2 separate regions of the Pan troglodytes genome follow, and region 1 is linked to region 2. The links are chromatin contacts, called in public capture Hi-C maps. All regions are on one chromosome and are shown on one strand. The core of a region is the stretch at or near the end of the contact, and the rest is flanking DNA. Distances in the headings are between cores, read along the strand shown. Region 1 has its middle 32 kb from the start of CCNL1. Region 2 overlaps KCNAB1 (potassium voltage-gated channel subfamily A regulatory beta subunit 1).

Region 1 (4,821 bases), core at 98-2,597, 590 kb after region 2:
GATCTCCCTGGAGCCTCAGACTCTCAGAAGAGCAGGTCTCAGAACACTGGAGATGAAAGGAACCTGAGACACCATGTCATAAGCCCTGCCCACCAACCTCCCTATCATGTGACTTCTTGGGCTGGTTGTGTTTTTTTTTTTTCCCCAGCTACTCTGATAAATCACATTGTTTGGATGGCTGAGCTCTGTCTCTGGTCTGACTTTAAAATTAAGGTTCACTTTGCCCCTCAACGCCGTGGGTCCAGCTCTCAGGACTCCTCCAGGCTACCTTTACCTTCCATTTTTGAGGTAGTGTCATCTACCAGCAAGAGCTCTGAGCCATAAATCAGGAAACCAGGGCTTCCTGCTTCTGTCCTCTGACCAGACAGAAATGGAGCATTCACCAAGTCACATCATCTCTTTGGGACTCATCAGGGTTTGACTGTGTTTTCCCCAGAGTCCCTTCTAGTACCAACAGGAGAGGATCAGATCATCCTAAAAGCCCTCTTCAATTCTGAAGTCAGTCATCCTCTATCAGAGTTCCTGAACACAGCCAGGCTGGTTCTGCCGGGGATAGCCGTGGCTTGTGACTGCCATGCCTCTCCTCCTCCCAGGAAGGTACAGAATCCACAGCCTCAGGAATGCCAGGCATTCTGCCAAGGGCTCCCTTCCTTTTCTCGGTCTGGTTTCTCAGTCTCTCTCTTCCCAATCTAGACTAGACTGTCACCTCCACTCACCAATCCCGTGGAGGGGTCAGGGGTGGGACGGAGGAGAGCCAGAAACGATGAACTGCGACTCTACTCCTCATCTGTGTGGCAGGCCTGTCATTCCTCCTCCAGTCGGGCCTGCCTAACCAGACCAGCACTGGGGTCACTCTGCGTGTGAGTGGGGAGGGATTCCTGCCTATCCAGTGACCCTGCTTAGTGGGTGGATGCCACCTCTGTCCCTGGAGCACCCGAAGCACCCAGGGGCCCCCACCTACCTGTTTCACTTCTCCAGGGCCTCCGTGTAAGGCCACCTCCCCCACCTCAGGCCTGGCCCCTCTTTGCTAAGGACTGCTTATCCCCAGGATGTTTTTGGCACCTTCTGGGCCACAAAGGTGCTTCCTGTAAAAGAACAAACCGCCCCAGGTTGCCTTTTGACACATCTATTTCAGGGTCAGTTGGCATCTTATGTTTCACCTAAAAAACTGAACAATCTTTTTTCTCTCATCCAGTAAGAAAAGTCTTCTTTTTATTTTCACATGGGTTTATGCACCCCCTGCCCCCCACCTTTTCAGAAGGAGGCTCAGTGCAAGTATCTGTGTTATAAACTAGCTTCCTACACTGGCCCTGCCCCTGCGCGGACTTAGCCTTCCTAAGAAGGGGCTCCTTTTCTCCTGGCATGTGCTCGGCTGCTGGAGAGAAAGGCCTATTGTTCTTCATGTGCCCAGTACACTCTGCCAGGCAACACGCTGGGTGTTCCTCCCAGGAGGTAGAAAACCGCCTCCCCAAGATCGGATCATTTTATACCTTGTGTTTTGTTTGGTTTTGTTTCTGGCCTTTCCTTCTTTGCTGTACCTCCTTCCCGAGCGCTCAGAGCCCATAGAGCACTTATTTCTTTCTGTTCCCTTTGCACAGTGAATTGCCTTTTGTACGCCTTTGATGTGATTGCTCAGCTTCCAAGGGAGGGGAACGAGTGTCTCGTCTCTCCCACCTAGAGGCTCGTGCTGCGTGTGGTCAGGAAGAGAGCGAACAAAGGCGTGCTTGGCCCCGAGGGAGGCTGGGGTAGGGCCCACGCGTGGAATGTAGGGTCTCTTCTGCCCAGAGGTGGAAAGTCGAGCAGTGCTTTGGGGTCTGCGGGGCTCTCCAGCGATGATTTGGGGTGCTCATGGCAGGGCTGAGCTGGGCAACAATATGAGGAGAGGTTTTGCTTCTTGGTCCCTGTCCCATCTGCTTAGAGTATCCGGGTTGTCTGGGGCTCCGAGGGAGGAGCACTACAGCAGGAGCCAGGAATTCGCCTGCCTCTGCCACCGTGTGACCCCGCATGACACTGACCCTCCCAGGGGGAGCCTCCCTTTCCTGGCCCTTGAGTGGGGCAATAACTCCTGCCCCACCCGCTGGCTTTCTGGGTCTCATGTGGTGAGGAGCAAACACGACACTCTCTGAGGAAACGCGGTGAGAAGCAAGAGCCCTTTGTGAGTCAGAGGTGGTGGCTGTTGCTGTCTTTCCCACTGTTTACCAGGCGCCCCCCACCCAATTTCCCGTGAGCATCTAGTGACCCCATGCTACCCCCTTGTGGCCAAAATGCGACTCATCATTCATTGCTGTGAAATTACATTGCTATTAAAATCGTAAGGAAAAATAAATAACGAAAGTAATTAATAATAATGAATATATAGTAATCAACCCAGACTGGAATACCTTTACTTTTCATCAATAAAGCCATAAAATATAATTTTTAATACTTTTTGATGGAGGAAATGGCGCATGAAGAAAAAAGTGCTTAATGTGGGCCCAGACCCAAGGTGAGCGTGGGACTGAGGGCGCCCTTCCCGGCTACTACCCAGCTGCTGGCGGCGCCAGGGAGGCCTGCCCGAGGCCAGACGGTGGCCACTTGCCGAGGGTCCCCTAAAAGGTCCTATATGTCCCCAAGATGATGGGGCCAGGATGAGGAACAGGTGAGAAAGCACTTGGCCGCTCTTCCTCAGCTCTTTAAAATCTTTTCAGGTCCCTCAAGATTACAAAACACTTTAATAGCTATCTTTTTCTTTACTGAGATAGAACCGGTTGTCTGGAGGCAAATTAGAGCTCCTGCATATTGAAAAATAAGTGACCAGTAACTGCGTGTTTCCTCGTTACAATCTCCTTCCTCAGACACAATCTCACCTTCCACTCACCACAGCCCTGAAGTAGAACTATCCTCGTTTTCAGACGAGGAACTTGGGGTCTGAGAGATCATATGCTGGTCAGATGGAGCAACAGCCTGAACCCAGGGATTCTGATATCAAACCCCTCACTTTTTTCTTTTCTTTTTTTGTGGGGGGGGGTGGTTGGGGGGACAGGGTCTCTCACTCTGTCACCCAGGCTGGAGAGCAGTGGTGTGATCACAGCTCACTGCAGCCTCACACATGTGGGCTCAAGCAATCCTACCACCTCAGCCTCCAGAGTAGCTGGGACCACAGGCATGCACCACCACACCCAGCTAATTTTTGTATTTTTAGTAGAGACAGGGTTTCACCATATTGCCCAGGTTGGGGTCGAACTCCTGAGCTCAATGAATCTGCCTGCTTTGCCCTCCCAAAGTGCTGGGATTACAGGTGTAAGCCACCATGCCTGGCTCCCCTTACTTCTTTTACTATGTGAAGGGCTTGGAGTTGAATACTGGGTGAACCCCAGCCCTGCAGAATGAGAACAGTCTATATGGAGAGGAGGAAATGCTGCAAAAAATGTACCAAGACTTTTCCTTCCATACCTGTGGAATAAATCTAGTCAACAGTCATCCTCTAGTCACGATGAATAATCTCGTGGAAACTCATGCCTTTGACCTGGATAAGTGCTTTCCTTTTCCCTTCTCCTCTGGCAGAGATTCCTTCAGAATATTCACCTCTCCAGATGTCTTCTTTACTTTCCCGATAGCCTATGCCCAGGTTTCTGAGGAGTTTCCTTTCAGACGTGGCTTCCTGGTGTTGGTGTTGTAACTGGGATGCAGTCTTGCCCTCTGTGTCCCTCCAGCCGCATGTCCTCCCTCTTTTCCTGAGAAGGCAGGGTCATGGACATCTAGAGACCCACTGCAGAAGTGAGAATTTTGTCGACTTAGTGCCAAGTATTGTCCTGCTTTGATGAAACCAATGAGCACAACACTGAAGAGCTTGTGAGGGTCTGACAGTGGAGGAAGGCGCAGGTGGACAGGCACAGAAGAGCACCCCAGAAGACACCCCTAGAGCACCCCAGAAGACAGTTGGACACCCCCTCTAAAATGCTGCTGGTTGCAGTACCAGGCATCCACAGAAGGGTTTCCAACACTCACAGTGCAGTGAAGTGACACACAGGCTCACTTTCTTACCAATGAGGACCTGAGCCAGAGTGCAGAAAGCCTTCTTGCAGATCTTCCATGTCTGGGGTACACTAAGTGAGATCATATTTGTGTTCTTACACTGTCTAGGAAAGCTCATAGTTCATAAACATCTCTTGTGTACCAGTCTCTGGCATTTTTTAATACATCATCTCATAAACATCAGGAAAACCCTCTGAGGTAAGGATTATTTGCCCTGTTTTGCATATTATTAAATTGAGGTTCAGAGAGGTTAATAGACTTGCCCAAGATCACAAAGCTAATTAGGAGAGTCAGGGCATGATGTGAGCTCCAGAAAATGTTACACCCTTGAAACTATGGTTTGCCTGACCAAGGACACCTCTGGCCACTTTTCTGCTTTGGGGTGGGAGTCCCTTGCATCACATTAGATGAGTGCATATGATCTTTCCATTGATTGCATTTATACATTGAGTGATCAGGTAACTTGGTTACACATGGATATGCCTGCACCCAGAATTGGCCATTGTGCCAGTTTCCTGCCCCCTTCTTCCACCACACACAAAGGCCAAGTCATGATTGTGTCAGTCCCTGTGGCCTCATTCGTCTGTCTGCCACAGATGTCTGAGCAGCTGTGGGGCAACTGACCAAGCACAGAGAGAACGTGGGCTTTGGAGCCAGGCAGGCTTGGATTTAAATTCTAACTCTTCCATTTTTTCAGGAAAAACTACCCAGATTCTAAGATGGGGATGGGGACAAGGAAAGGTGGAGAGGAAGTTAGGGTCAGAATCATGGGACCTCATCCTAGTTCTGAGAAGAGGAGGGGGCAGG
Region 2 (5,297 bases), core at 333-2,832:
AGTGCCTAGGGATGGCATATGAGGCAAGTCTAGGGCTGAGTTTTAAAAGCTGTGGAAATAGGCAAGGCAGCTGACAGGGAAGGGGACATATTTCAGAGGAAAACTCTTGAGTAATTTTTCTTCCCAAAACATTTCCTCCCTAGCAAGGCTTTGGCTGGCAGCAGGATGAGGCTTTGCCTATCCTAAAGGGGACATTATCCATGCAGCAAGACTGCTACCATTGCGGGCTTACCAATCCTCCCCTGTTCTACTTCACCTCCCCCATACCCAGCACTAAAGTCCACCCAAGACGAGTTGTGATTGGGCCCCACAACATGGTGAAAAGCAGACTGGGTGACTAGGGGTGCCCAGCAGTGGTGGGACTGGCTGCAAAAGGATAGAAAATACGGAGCACCAGCAGTTGTAAGAAAATATTTCTAGTAGGCTGGGAAGGCAGCTGCTTCAAGGGATGCCATGTGCCTAAGATGTGCAGGAACGAAGGGGCGTATATAAATCAGAACCCGACAGATGGGAGAGACAAGAGGAGAAACCACAGCTGCAGGCAGCCCACCTTCACCTGCACAGGTTCCATCCTCCCCACTCCCACCTAAAAGGTGGGAGAACCGCCTCTCCCCCTCCTCCCCACATGCCTTAAAACCCTTCTGAGGCTTCCCATCACCCATCAGAGAAGGCCAGGCTCCACAGCAGTCGGGCCTCATCACTCCCCACCACACCTTCCTGGAATCTCAATCTTGAGCCGCTCTCAACCACTCAAGAGCTTCGGCCATAACAGTGGCCCTCTGCCTACAAACTGACCACTATCCCAGCCTAGCAAAATCCTACTCCATCCCCAAGTTCCAGATCAATAGGAACCCAATCCTGGGAGGACTTTACTAATGCCCAGCCAGCCCCAGCAACATTAGCCAGACCTCCCGCAACCCACCACCTATCCCAGGCAGTGTAACATCAAGTTTGCAAAACTAGTAGCCTGTGGGGTGTTTGTAAAATCTGTAGTAGTTTACAGTGTTTCAAAGTGGGGCTTCTCTTGAAAATTCTGGTCTTGTGATACTATGTCTTGTTTTATTCGAGTACTTTTATGGTTTCATTTTTTTAATGTTTAAATCTCTTTCCTATAGAGATTTGCTTTGGTGTAATGAATGAAGGATTCTTCTCCTCACGTGGCTAACCCGCTGTATTTTAGACAAAAAAAAAAAAAAAAATCCAACAAATCCAATTTCTAGGTTTTTGGTCTCATTGTTACAATCTCATTTTAAATAACACATTCGCTGTTTGGACACTGAAATTCCAGAGCTAGTGGGAAACCAAATTCTTCCTTCAGCTTCAGACAGTAAAACATTAACCAGAATGAAGTTTCCCAGGCTGGCAGCTCTATTTTGCCAAACCCTAAGGCTTCTGAGGATAGCACTTGACTGGAGACAAGGTCACCTTGGCCAGCAGGATTGCAACAAAGGAAGAATGAGGTTGAAACCTCAGAATTGGTCGTCAGAATTGTATTTCACCACAGTCTCCACACAGGGTCAGACTTTTCCAGTGAGAAAGTCTGCCTTTGTCCCTTGTCTTATGGTGTAATGTGTACCCTTGGCCCACTTCTCACAGTAAATGCTAGCCTTGGATGAGCTCATCCTTTCCCGGGGCTTCAGTCAGCGTGTCGGTGCAAATGACTCACAAACCCTCAACTCCAGTACTCCGGCAGCTACTAAGCTCCACAGCTGCACTTGCAGCTGCTCAGTCACTCCTAGGTGGATATTCCACAGGCACTTTACACTCAACACATCCTATTCCCTCCCAACTTCTTATTCCCCAAACTACTACTCCTTTGGTTTCTAATCTCAATAATCAATACCAATATACTTCTAGTTACTCAGTCTTGAAACCACCATCTTCCCCCAAAATGTCTCTCAGGTCCACTTTTCTGCTCCACTGCCCTAGTTAAGGCCCTATTGCCTGGCTTGGATTGTAATACATATCTAACATCTGTGTCCCCTTTCAACCTCCTCCAGCTCATCCTTCAAACTACCTCCAGGTGTCTGATAGGGTTACTCCTAGATCAGAAGTCCTGACAGGTTCCCCACTGCCTAAAGTGGGGACTCCATAAAATGGCATTCAAGGCTTTCCACACTCTTATCCCATTCTTACCATCCGTATCCTGTTCTTAGCATCCCCACACCTACACCAATCACTGTATACTATCACTCCAGTTCACTTTTCCATGCTATTCCATCTACCTGGGATGCCTGTTAAACCCCAGCCATCCTTCACCAGGGATAAGACCACCAGTCAGAATAAATCTCTCCTTAGTCTCTAGACCTGTGCTGTGTACTACTATGGTTCTAGCCACATGTGGCTATTGTATGCGGGAAAGATGGTGAGTCCAAACAGAGATGTGCTTTAAGTGTAACATGTTCACAAGATGTGACTTATACCAAAAACAACTGTCAAGTATCTTTTCTATATTGATTACATGTTGAAATAATGTTTTGGATATAATGAAGTAAAAACATGTATTAATTTCACTGTTCTTTTTAAGGTATCTAATAGAAAATTTAAAATTACAAATGTGGCTTGCATTATATTTCTGTTGGATAGAGCTGCTCTATATTTCTATGAGCCTTCACTTATGCCTTTATGCCTTCATTTATGCAGTCAATCAGCAAGGCCCCTGACCTCAAGGAGCTTACAATGTGATGGTGTTGGGGGCGGGGGGCTTAGATTTCAGCTGTGGTTTATGAAGATATATGATTCTAGATTACTTTGCTAAATATAGAGCACAAAAAACTGAATGATCAACACTGCTAACAATATCCTTTGTACTTCTCCTCCTGCTCTCAGGTTCTCCCAAAGATGACATCACATGTGGTAAATGAGATTGATAACATACTGCGCAACAAGCCCTACAGCAAGAAGGACTATAGATCATAAGGCAATGCATGAACCACAGAAGCTGCATGGTTAAAATAGCGGCCTGTGCCCAGTACAGAAAGGTGTTACTAACCAGTCTTTTGAATCACTTAGCAGCTTGCTGCTCAACCTCTAGTGTCCCTCCCTGGATTCTTTGAGGTGTCTGCTGTCGCTACCACTGTGCACATCTGAAAACTCACAACCAAGAAAAGCCATTCTATTTTCTTATCTTGGACTGGAGTCACCTATTCTTGCATTGCTGTATACACCTCATGCTTATGCAATGGGAAGAATATGGGGGCCAGGGGGTGTGGTACTACCTTCAGGCATTTGGTAACTCAAAGAAGGCTGTACAGATATATTTTTTCAAAAGAACAAAATCCACAGATGCAATGTGAGTTGCATAAGAAACAGAGTAGATAGACTAAATTCAGTGAAGGAAAAGAATTGAGAGATTTTTCTTAGTAAATAGATTATTGTTAAGTAAATAGTTATTAAAAATATATCTCACTGCAAAAAAAAAAACAGTATCTTCACTCAAAAGTCTTGCTTGGAAGAATAAGCAGAAAGAATTTTATATATTTTTTTTCTATTTTCACATTCATACTAACAAGTTTTGTTCCATTTGTTATTCAATAAAACAAAAATTTCTAGGTATTTGTTTTATTACCTTTCAAATATTTACTGTTGCTTGGCCCCAAGAATGGCCTTGTACAACTTATCCAGAATGTCTATTAGGATTCTAATGTTATGTCCACTTACAAGTAGAGACAGTAAAAGGATGAATACCCAATCTTTAGTGACATTGCAGCTGATTTATAAAAGAGAGGGCTACACTGCTATGGAAACTTAGCTTCAAAGAAAATGCAATGTATCTGCAATTAGGTGTTCATTTTTTACTACATTTTATTAAAACCTGCTTTATACTTTCAACTGCTTATAGGCACAACTTCTGCAAGTTTAAATATTTGAGCTTTACAAATAAACATACACATGCTCAGTTTTTTAAGTAAACCTGTAAAATACCCAGGAAGGCAAATGTTCATTGTTTAATTAGCACTGGGATTTTATAATATAATGTTTGGTATTTTTGAGGCATTGTTAACATGAAAGTCAACCACTGGCTTTGTGAAAAATGCTATGTCACTATTCAGAATATGCTGGGTAAATTAACTTGCCTAGTGAAAAGCAAAATGTTAAAGAACTTCTGGTTCTATAATCATATTATATGCACTAAACTATATGCATGAAAGTTCTTTGCATGGATTAATGGGGCTTACCCTTGTTGCACTCGAAATCTGAGGTGTATCTAGCCCTGCCACTATTGGCTACTTACCCTCATTAATATCCCACTTGAGAAAAATTGTGAGACTATACTGTGTCAATATCTGTAAAAAGAGAGAAAACATGTTTTGTTTTTTTTTTGAAGGGGGTGGTGTGGGAGTGGCCCTTTAACTCTATTTGGCTATCTGAGGATGTGCAAAATTCTCATTTAATTTTCTGGTCAGCAAGTTCCCCACACAGAAATCACTCTGAGGTTTACAGAAGAAGAACTGTAATATTATTATTTTAAAATGCGATTTTCTGTCATCAGTTCTAGATATGTACTTCATGGTTAAATTCTAAATCTGAAAATGCTAGTGGGAGATATCAAGAAATTTTCTTTTTGATTACTAGTACCTGTATTCTAACAGAGAGTTTGAATTTTTTGCCCGTGTTATCAGAATGATGGAAATTGATCATTTTTTTCAGTTGTTCATTGTGTATTCAATCCAGCGAACTGCTGTATGTATAGAGGAGCTGAGGTGCTGTCTAATGGGAAATGTGATTTGATTTATTTGCTTAGAGTAATAAAAGCATTTTGTGCATTCAATCTTACAATAGATTTTATCTGATCTTTCACTGTAAGGCTTATGTGTATTTTCCATATATGTAAAACATACACATGTAAAATGTATGTGGCCATAAATTAGGCAATAATCATCTAAATAAAAATTATATTGGCAGCTAAGCTGCACTGAATACTCAACAGAAATAGTAGTGATCAAAAGTCTGAGATTTAAATTGCAATCCAAACATATTCTATCAATCAATCAATGGAGATTAACTACTGAAGATACCATTTCTCACTGGGTTTTAGAACACTCTGCACTAAGGTTAAGGCTTCACAAATTCACTTTTAAAAACTTACTTGCAAATCAAAACCAAATATAAATATTATGGCTTAGCTGTGGGAACAGCCAGTTTTTTATATGCGAATCTGTCATGGTAAATATACTAATGTATTTCACAGTTAGTTATGTCCTTAAGAAAAAATTCCACGCACTCTTATTATTTTCTTTTCTCTTCCAAAAAGAATTCCCTGGCAGAGAATCTATCATTCCAAAAGGTAACCTGGG

The links. Capture Hi-C pulls out chosen DNA fragments and counts their contacts.
Region 1: a capture Hi-C map of stem cell-derived neural stem cells shows a contact between it and region 2, with 6 times the contacts expected there. The contact joins two enhancer-like sites. A contact is called at or near these places in 3 of 7 Hi-C or Micro-C datasets (induced pluripotent stem cells and stem cell-derived neural progenitor cells) and 1 of 1 other capture datasets (stem cell-derived neural stem cells).

Annotation. Positions count from the first base shown.
Region 1 is chr2:160,328,879-160,333,699 of NHGRI_mPanTro3-v2.0_pri, forward strand. No RefSeq gene overlaps it. Among named protein-coding and RNA genes, the nearest start is that of CCNL1, 32 kb to the right of the region's middle. Within about 2 kb of position 1,348, at least 14 of the 24 cell types and tissues checked have an H3K27ac peak or open chromatin away from gene starts, as enhancers often do. A contact at or near this core is called in induced pluripotent stem cells, stem cell-derived neural progenitor cells and stem cell-derived neural stem cells, where this site is marked.
Region 2 is chr2:159,743,494-159,748,790 of NHGRI_mPanTro3-v2.0_pri, forward strand. KCNAB1 (potassium voltage-gated channel subfamily A regulatory beta subunit 1) reads left to right here. Exons shown (of 14, transcript XM_016942215.4): 14 at 2,830-4,779. The coding sequence ends at 2,919. Among named protein-coding and RNA genes, the nearest start is that of SSR3, 19 kb to the right of the region's middle. Within about 2 kb of position 1,583, at least 16 of the 24 cell types and tissues checked have an H3K27ac peak or open chromatin away from gene starts, as enhancers often do. A contact at or near this core is called in induced pluripotent stem cells, stem cell-derived neural progenitor cells and stem cell-derived neural stem cells, where this site is marked.